Regions from separate parts of the Mus musculus genome. Here regions 1 and 3 are each linked to region 2. The links are chromatin contacts, called in public Hi-C and HiChIP or PLAC-seq maps. All regions are on one chromosome and are shown on one strand. Each heading gives the region's core, a stretch centred on a gene start, on an enhancer-like site or on the middle of the called end of the contact. The rest is flanking DNA. Distances are from core to core; before and after follow the strand shown.

What was found. HiChIP or PLAC-seq counts read pairs in DNA pulled down with a chosen protein or histone mark. A called contact is a pair of places that touch in the nucleus more often than the background predicts.
Region 1: a contact with region 2 is called in a Hi-C map of uterus, with 2.0 times the contacts expected there. The contact joins two enhancer-like sites. A contact is called at or near these places in 1 of 15 datasets of contacts at CTCF or cohesin (the NIH/3T3 cell line), 3 of 484 Hi-C or Micro-C datasets (embryonic fibroblasts, palatal mesenchyme and uterus), 1 of 115 datasets of contacts at active chromatin or transcription factors (double positive thymocytes) and 2 of 9 other capture datasets (adipose tissue and liver).
Region 3: a CTCF HiChIP or PLAC-seq map of the NIH/3T3 cell line shows a contact between it and region 2, with 11 read pairs. The contact joins two enhancer-like sites. A contact is called at or near these places in 1 of 15 datasets of contacts at CTCF or cohesin (the NIH/3T3 cell line), 3 of 115 datasets of contacts at active chromatin or transcription factors (double positive thymocytes, embryonic stem cells and microglia) and 1 of 9 other capture datasets (adipose tissue).

What each region holds. Positions count from the first base shown.
Region 1 is chr8:79,113,521-79,116,220 of GRCm38.p6, forward strand. All of the region lies in intron 5 of Zfp827 (zinc finger protein 827), which reads left to right. Among named protein-coding and RNA genes, the nearest start is that of Zfp827, 86 kb to the left of the region's middle. Within about 2 kb of position 1,256, at least 21 of the 459 cell types and tissues checked have an H3K27ac peak or open chromatin away from gene starts, as enhancers often do. A contact at or near this core is called in uterus, where this site is marked.
Region 2 is chr8:79,207,507-79,210,206 of GRCm38.p6, forward strand. No RefSeq gene overlaps it. Among named protein-coding and RNA genes, the nearest start is that of Gm30271, 7.0 kb to the left of the region's middle. Within about 2 kb of position 1,360, at least 255 of the 459 cell types and tissues checked have an H3K27ac peak or open chromatin away from gene starts, as enhancers often do. A contact at or near this core is called in the NIH/3T3 cell line and uterus, where this site is marked.
Region 3 is chr8:79,138,525-79,141,224 of GRCm38.p6, forward strand. All of the region lies in intron 8 of Zfp827 (zinc finger protein 827), which reads left to right. Among named protein-coding and RNA genes, the nearest start is that of Gm30271, 62 kb to the right of the region's middle. Within about 2 kb of position 1,292, at least 28 of the 459 cell types and tissues checked have an H3K27ac peak or open chromatin away from gene starts, as enhancers often do. A contact at or near this core is called in the NIH/3T3 cell line, where this site is marked.

The DNA.
Region 1 (2,700 bases), core at 6-2,505, 94 kb before region 2:
AGAGACAAGAGTCACCCTTTGAGGAAGTTCTCCCTGCTGCCCAGTGTGTGGAATTAAGCCTTCTGGTTTCAGAATCCAGAGAGCTTTGCTGTTTAATGGGCTGTGGTTCTTGTTTTAGCTGAGAATGATCAGGTTAGAGGCCTTGCCCGACTCTTCACCCAGCAAATGGGACGGAGCAGATTCCGAGAGAGTGTGGGAGGTAACAGGAAGAACTGCTTTTGCTTCGCTCTACAAGTACGTGTACTCGGGCACCAGCTCTGCTCTATCAACTTGGCCCCCTGAAGCCAGACCATACAATACACCCAGCACACCAGACGTAGTTCAGTGCCACTCCTGGGCATCGTCACAAACTATGTTTTAACTTTAGTTTCTGTATTAAAGGGACACTTATCGTCTCCTCAGAAAGAGTGGGATGGCCTGGGGGACAGTGTTACCCTCTGCTCCTTCTGTTACCAAGGAGGGTGTGAGTAGAATTAGCCAGTTCACCTTTCCCATGCTGTGGGGCATCAGAGGCTACGTCATCCACACTTCTAGCCCCAACCTGGACACCCTCAATATTTAAAGGTTATTTTTAATTTTCTTTCATTTTGAAAAGTAGATATATGACATTTTATTCCTATTTATTAAAGGGAAATATAAAAAGGGGTTTCTATAGATAATCACACATAGAGTGTTTCTCAAGCATCACAAACTGTTAACAGTGTCTTCTGTGTATGTGAGCATGCCTGTGCATGTATGTAGAGAGTAGAGGTCAGCCTCAGGTGTTGTCTCTCAGGATCTGTCACGCTTGGTTTTGATCCAGTGCCTCTCCTTGGCTTGAGGCTTACCAAGTTGGCAAGCCCAGGGGGCCACCTGGCTCCACTCATCCCCACTCCACCCCATCCCACCCAGGTACCAAGATTACTTTGGACAGGGCCACATCTGTCCTTTTTACATGGTGTTAGGCAAGGCAAGCACTTTACTGACAAGTATGCCCCCAGTCTCCTTTTAGAAGTATAGACGATTTGGGACAGACATCAGTACTTGTCCTATTAACTTAGGACGCGAGTCTAAGCCATTGCTATTGTGTTTATAGGTCCTAGAAGTAAGCGTTTACCCCTGGTGAGTGTAAACACAGAGAGCCAGTAGGAATGATTAATTCAACTATTGTTCCATGAGAATGCCCAAAGCGAATAGGAGCTGAGCTGGGGACACAGCGGTAAGTGGTATATGTGTTCCCAGGTCAGCCTGACCTTTGGTCCTAGGCCAGCTTGTTCAGGCAGCCTGCCTGGACTTGTGAGCAACACGAGGCACTCCCTGCTGGGACATAAGAGGAGCCTTTCTTCTATACTTTGGATGAAGTATTTACCTATTTTAGTTTGTTGTTTGTTTGTTTGTTTGTTTGTTTTTAAATAAGGTTCCTCTATGTGGTGCTGGCTGCCCTGGAACTAGTTCTGTAGACCAGGCTGGCCTTGAACTCACAGAGATCTGCCTGCCTGGGCCTTTTAAGTACTGGGATTAAAGATGTGGCCCTTCCTGCCTGTTTCTACCTACTTTTTGAGATAGGATCTCTCAATGAATTTAGAATGTATTAAATTAGCTGTGTCTACTCCCTCCATCTTTTGGATACAGATATGCCTGACTTTTACATGGGTACTAGGAACCTGAACTCCTGCCCTTGTGCTTGCCACACTAAGTGCTTTGCCAACTGAGCCATCCTCTCAGCCCCAGGAGACACTGGTTGTTAAAGGCAGTGTGCAGTGCTACTGTACCCAAGTGTCTTATAGACCCCAGCAGAGCCTAGCCCCCAAGATCACCTGGCCCCCAAGGACGAGGGGAAAAAAAGGAGTGGGGACTGGAGAGGCAGCTTAGGAGGGAGGAACAATTTGCGCCGGTGTCAGGGGCTCAGGCACTGTCTCACCTCCACAGGCACCAGGCACACAGCACACACACTGACTTGTAGGCAAAACACCCAGGCATTCTTTTCTTTTAAAAAGTCAAGGAAAATGTTGGTAAGTCTCAGAAGGGAGGAAGAGCCAGTTGTGTGATATCACACTTGAGCTGTCAGTCCAACCCCTCTCTGCACATGGCATCCATCAGGGAGACTGGGGATGCTAAAGACATTAATCAGCGGTCAGTGTCTTGTGAACTTTCAAAGGTTGTCCTAAGAAAGGACAGGAAGCACTTCCATGCAGACTACACTGGAAACTACCTCAGGCAACCTGAAAAACTAATTGTTCTATTCATCAGTGGTGCCCATAGTCAGGTGGTTTTTTAAATCCAGGTCAAAGATGAGTACCTGGGGGTGGAGGAGGAGGTACTTACTCTGGGACCTCTTTCCAGCTTCACTATGGTGCAGAGATTTTTCTTTCTTGAGTCAATGGATCCCATTGTATGTGTCCTGGCTTCCCTCTGTGCTTGTCCTCAGGCTCTGGAGTGCGAAGGTCACAGCCATCATTGTGTACCTGTGATGCAGACCCCACTGTTTAGTTTCACATATGGAGTACTTTGGGGGAACATGAAGGAGGAGGTATATGCTGGTGATTACGTGAGCGGATGGTCCAGCCTAAGGTTAAGATGTACTGGGGTCATCAAATTCCTTAGGGTTGGGGAGCCAGCTCCCCAGAAAGCAGCTGACTGAGGGGTACTCTGTAACTGGAAAAGCTTTCTGCTCTTCTCATCCTGTCCCTTCCTCCCTCCTCCTCCTCTTCCTTCCCTCCT
Region 2 (2,700 bases), core at 110-2,609:
TTCTCAGCTCTTCAAATGCTCCTGTAGTACACATTCAAGGGCCTGTGCTTTGTCATGACGGTTCAAGTCTACCGTCCATCGGTAACTTGGCTTTTTGCTTCTTTGGGGATTTAGGAGGGCTGAGAGGAGAGGAGCAGACCTAAATATAGCGAATATTCAGAGGCATAATCACTCCATAAACATGCTTCAGAGGGACGGAGTGCAGGGCTGATCCGGATGACAGATGTCACTCACCCAAGTGTCACATCTTAAAGAAAGCTGAATGGGCCCATTTTCCAACAGGACTGGAGTGACGCCTGTTCATACTATAAATATTTATGAAGTCATCATTCTTAGACTGTAGTTTTTCCAGGTAGGTTGCCTTTGATGACAAAGTTAAGCAGTGATTTCCCTGAAATTATGGACTAGTCAGCAGAGCTTGTTTGGTGGGTATTTCACAGAATGGGAAAGAGGAGAAGGCAAACAAGCCTCCAGTCCGTGCAGCTTCTGCATGTGGAAACCTCATTATGTCAGTCATTCTCACTCGAAACGTGACAGCCTTCTCAGGAGTGAGGGACACCACTTGCTTCTACTCATGCAGAGGTAATGACGAGAGGCCAGGATGAACCTTACCGTCCGATTTCAGCCCCCACTACCACCCTGCTAGGAGGGACCTTTTTAGTACTCTTAGCCTGTCTCTTATTAACACACACAAAAAGTGTACCTCACACCATCCCTGCTCATTTAAAAGGAATTCTGAGAATGTGTGGATGTCTGCCTAGGTGTCTCCCTGCATGTTTATGCATAACGCATCCCTTGAGCTGGTTGCCCTGACTGCTGAGGAATGGCGCCCAGAACCCCCTCTCCTGCCCCACCATGGGCAAGCTTTCCACTTTCTCCCAGGAGCAGCCTAACCCCCCTCTAACCAAGGCACCTCAGCGATCCTAGAGACTTAGAACTCCCAACCACACCCCCCCCCAACACACACATACAGAGAGAGAGAGAGAGAGAGAGAGAGAGAGAGAGAGAGAGAGAGAGAAAGAGGAAGGGAGGGAGGGAGGGAGGGAGGAGAGAGAGAGAGGAGAGAAAGAGAGAGAGAGAGAGAGAGAGAGAGAGAGAGAGAGAGAGAGAGAGAGAGAGAGAGAGAGAGACCTTGTCACTTTAAAGCCCGCAGGTTGTTAATCTCCTGAAGGCACCAGTGCACTTGGCAGTCTGCTAAGCCTGCCTCTTTCCTGGAGAAAAGGGTGGCATTTTGCCTAGGATGTGATGCCCAAACCTCAGGGTAGCCCTGGCCCTATCACGTGGATCTGCCCCTCAGGGAACCGTTGCTGATCCTTTGGCTCCAGCCTGGGAAGCCTTTTACAAAGTGAGTCACAGGCTGCATTGACCACCCTATCAGGGGAGGCCAGGGCTGCCATGTATGGTCTGTGCTCGGTGCCACCCACCTCTCATGTCACTCCTACTTTTTTTGCCAGGACAGCCTGAGTCATGAAACTCAGCGCATTCCTTAGGCCTTGGATCGTGTTTCCTTGTTACTACTTTGTCTTTGTTTTACGGAGCACCTGGTTTCATTTTAAAATCCCAAATAAAATCCCCTGGCCAGGGTGGGGGTGGGAAGAGAACAGAAAGAAAGCAAAGGAAAAAAGGGAGGGAGGGAAACCTAGGCTGGTGGTGGAGACAGAGGAAAAGGAGGACCCTGGACAAAACAGGACGGCTACAAGTTAATTCCTTCTGACCAGAGGCTCTTTCACTGCCTGGAAGTGCCTGTGGCTGGTCCCCTGCTGCTTCCCGTCCCGTCCCCCCCTTTTTTCCAGTCTCCTCAATAAACGGACTAATCTTTGATAAACCTGAAGAACTTTCCAAATACAGCACATTATGAGTCCTTAAATCGGCCTGTCTCCTTTATCTTGTACTATAAACCCTAATTCACTGCGTGAGTCAGTATTTTTCCATAAGCTAACTTTTTTTTTTCTGTTCTGTTTTTTCCTATGGGGGTAGGGGGAGTCAGGGAAGAAGGCGGTCTGCATAGAAGGCAGACTCAGCCCTCCCGACATGCTGCTGGTCACGCTGAGTTTCTGTGGCCAGGTTATTTCTGTAAATTTGTCTGTAAAGCTGTTGACATTGATTTTTAGAATGGAAACAGAATTCTAACAAACTCTGGCTTGCATGTAGCAAAAGCTGAACACTGGGGCACTAAGAAAGCCTTGCCATGGATAAATGCCTCCTTAGGAGTGGTGATGCACAGTCACTGGGGCATGGTCCTTGGGTGCCAGCCTGGGCGTCTGCCCAGAGGTCCCCTCGCTCTGCCTGCGCAGGGCAGACTGTTGGAGGCTCCGGAGTGGCCCAGGGCTGCATTTACATTGCACGGTTCTGGCGAGTTTAATGGAAACCACATGAAGGGGAAGCAGACCAGATGGCTCCCAGCGAATGTATTTAGCCCAACCTGGGGCTAAAGGAAAAAAACATATTAAGGGTTGGGTCCTGGGGTGCGGCTAGGGGGTTAGGGTGCGACGTTTGTGTTTCCTGTTCAACAGGAGCCGTGGGTTGGGGTGCAGGCTGGATCGGGGCCCCGAAGCGCCGGGTGGCAGAGGAATGGCTGCCAGCGGGAGGGAACTATTCCGTGGCCTTGCTCCTTTTTGCCAGGTCCCTTAGCGGCTCTCGGGCAGGGCAACCACACGGCTGTGAGGGGACCCCGCCAGGGCAGATGCAGCGGGAAGAGGG
Region 3 (2,700 bases), core at 42-2,541, 69 kb before region 2:
AACGGAAGTGAAATGAGAAGATTTAAAACACCACTGTGGACATGTGATCCTCAACCAAAGACAGCACTGTCAGGAGAGCCCCAGCGACCCCCTCACTAGAGAAGACCAAAGTTTGCAGTGTAGAGACTCTGAGGGCAAACACTCTTGCTTCACGTCTACACTGTGCAAATGGGCACTATATCCCTGTACCTGCTCCCTGGTCCCTTCATATGGCTCCAAGACACAGAAGCCTCAAGGATCTCTTTGCTTCTACCAAATACCTGACAAGAAGCAGTTTACAGGAGGGTTTGGCTCATGGTTCAGATGGGACAGCCATTGTGGAGCAGAAGGCGGGAGCTAGGAGGCGCTTGGTCTGAAGCATCAGCTTTCCTCCTTTTCTCAGTTCAACCTTGAGAGGCTGCGCCTACATTGAAGGTGGGCATCGCCTCCTCAGCCAACGCTCCGTAGAAAAGCCTGGTAGACACACCCAGAGGCTACCTTACTAATGCCCACGTGTTCCCAAGTGTCCCAGCACATATGGAAGTCAGAAGGCGGCCCACAAGAGTCAGTTCTGTTTTTCAGCATTCAGGTCGCAGGGGTCAAACCAGGTCAGCAAGCTTGGCAGCAGAGCCCTTTCCCACGGGCTCATCTCATTGCCTCTGAAGAGGGTTCGTAGTCCAGTCAAGTTGAAAATAGGAGATAGCAATCATAATGACCAACCAGTGTCTTTGAATGAACTATTTTAATCATCGCATTTTATTCTATGCACATTGGTCTTTGACCTGCATGTATATCTGTATGAGGGTATTGGATCCCTTGGAGCTAGAGTTATAGACCGTTGGGAAGTGCCATGTGGGTGCTGAGAATTGAGCCAGGGTCCTCTGGAAGAGCAGCCAATGCTCTTAACTACTGAGCCATCTCTCCAGCCCCTCGAATGAACTATTTTTAAGTTGTCTCCCATTAAGTTAAGTGAGAATCTAATGGTGTATGACAAGGAGGAGGTTTGTGTGTTTGTTACTGGAATATTAGGTAATCAAGCCCTGCCCCCATGCTGCTGTCGGACCCTGCTTTACACGGTGACGTGCACCACCTCACCAGCTGGAAAGCAGAAAAGGTGCGAGTCTCAGAATGCATCTGGACCCAAGGGTATCACACAGATCTTTCAGTCCATACCTGGGCCCAGTAAATCCAGTGCTGGGAACACAGAGACTGATACTTCACTTGAGAATCTTAACAGGTCTAGAGTGAGTTGTGGGTGCTGCCTCTAGAAAACCGTGGGCGGCATTTGAGCAGCAAAATGCTGAATCACCGGAGAAGATGGGATTTCCCAAAGTTGCTTCACAGGGAGAGCTTTTGCAGTCCCAGGATGGCATCACTTAGTGAGAGCTTGGATAGAGGCAAGGGAGGCAGGGCCAGAAAGTTGACTGATCTGGGAAAGTGGTCAGTTTTGCAATCAAAAGGGTGGCAAAGAGATTGCAGGTAGCTGTGCAGAAATGGGGAGGCCAGGAAAGAGATATCTGATGGGGAGGCAGGGGTGAGGATGTCTGATGGGGAGGCAGGGGTGAGGATGGCTGAGGAGAAGGAGGGATGAGGGTGGCTGAGGGGAGGCAGGGGTGAGAATGACTGATGGGGAGGCAGGGGTGAGGATGTCTGATGGGGAGGCAGGGGTGAGGATGGCTGATGGGGAAGCAGAGGTGAGGATGTCTGATGGGGAGGCAGAGGTGAGGATGTCTGATGGGGAGGCAGGGGTGAGGATGTCTGATGGGGAGGCAGGGGTGAGGATGGCTGATGGGGAGGCAGGGGTGAGGATGGCTGATGGGGAGGCAGAGGTGAGGATGGCTGATGGGGAGGCAGGGGTGAGGATGTCTGATGGGGAGGCAGAGGTGAGGATGTCTGATGGGGAGGCAGGGGTGAGGATGTCTGATGGGGAAGCAGAGGTGAGGATGTCTGATGGGGAAGCAGGGGTGAGGATGTCTGATGGGGAGGCAGGGGTGAGGATGTCTGATGGGGAAGCAGAGGTGAGGATGACTGATGGGGAGGCAGAGGTGAGGATGTCTGATGGGGAGGCAGGGGTGAGGATGTCTGATGGGGAGGCAGGGGTGGGGATGGCTTTCCTTTTCATCTTTGTTTTGTAGATAGGTACAAAGTAACTTCTCAGAGTATCATTTAAAACTTTGGTGTTCTTAGAAACCTCCTTCTAGGTCATTTGAATGCCACACTTGAAATATTTCAACTTTTTATTTCCTTAGCAAACTTATTTCCATAGCAAATGCAAGATTATGCCAGCCCTTTGGATTTTCTTAGAGTCCCAGTTGGCGAATGAGGCTCACTATGGCCAGTGGCAATCTACCATATCCTTAGTACCTGCAGCAAACACAGCGATATTTCAACAGGCGACTGTGGTATATCAGTATAAACTGCTGAGGTTGGATCTGAAACTCCCTCAACGACCTGTGTGTGCAGAAGGCTTGGTTTTCAGCTTCATGGTATTGGGAGGAGGTAGAACTTAGCAGCTAGGGCCCAGTGTTAGTGGAGAGCTGTGCCAAGGGGACCCGTGGCCAATTCCACGTGTGTGACTGCATTTGGGGCCGTGAGTGGGGCAAAGTAGGTAAGGCTAGTGGGAACTGTGTGGACTGTGAAGCAGTCGAGAATAGCACAGTTAACTAGGCATCAGCAGATGGTATCTGCAGCTCACAGCTGCCGCTGTCTCAGACACAGAAG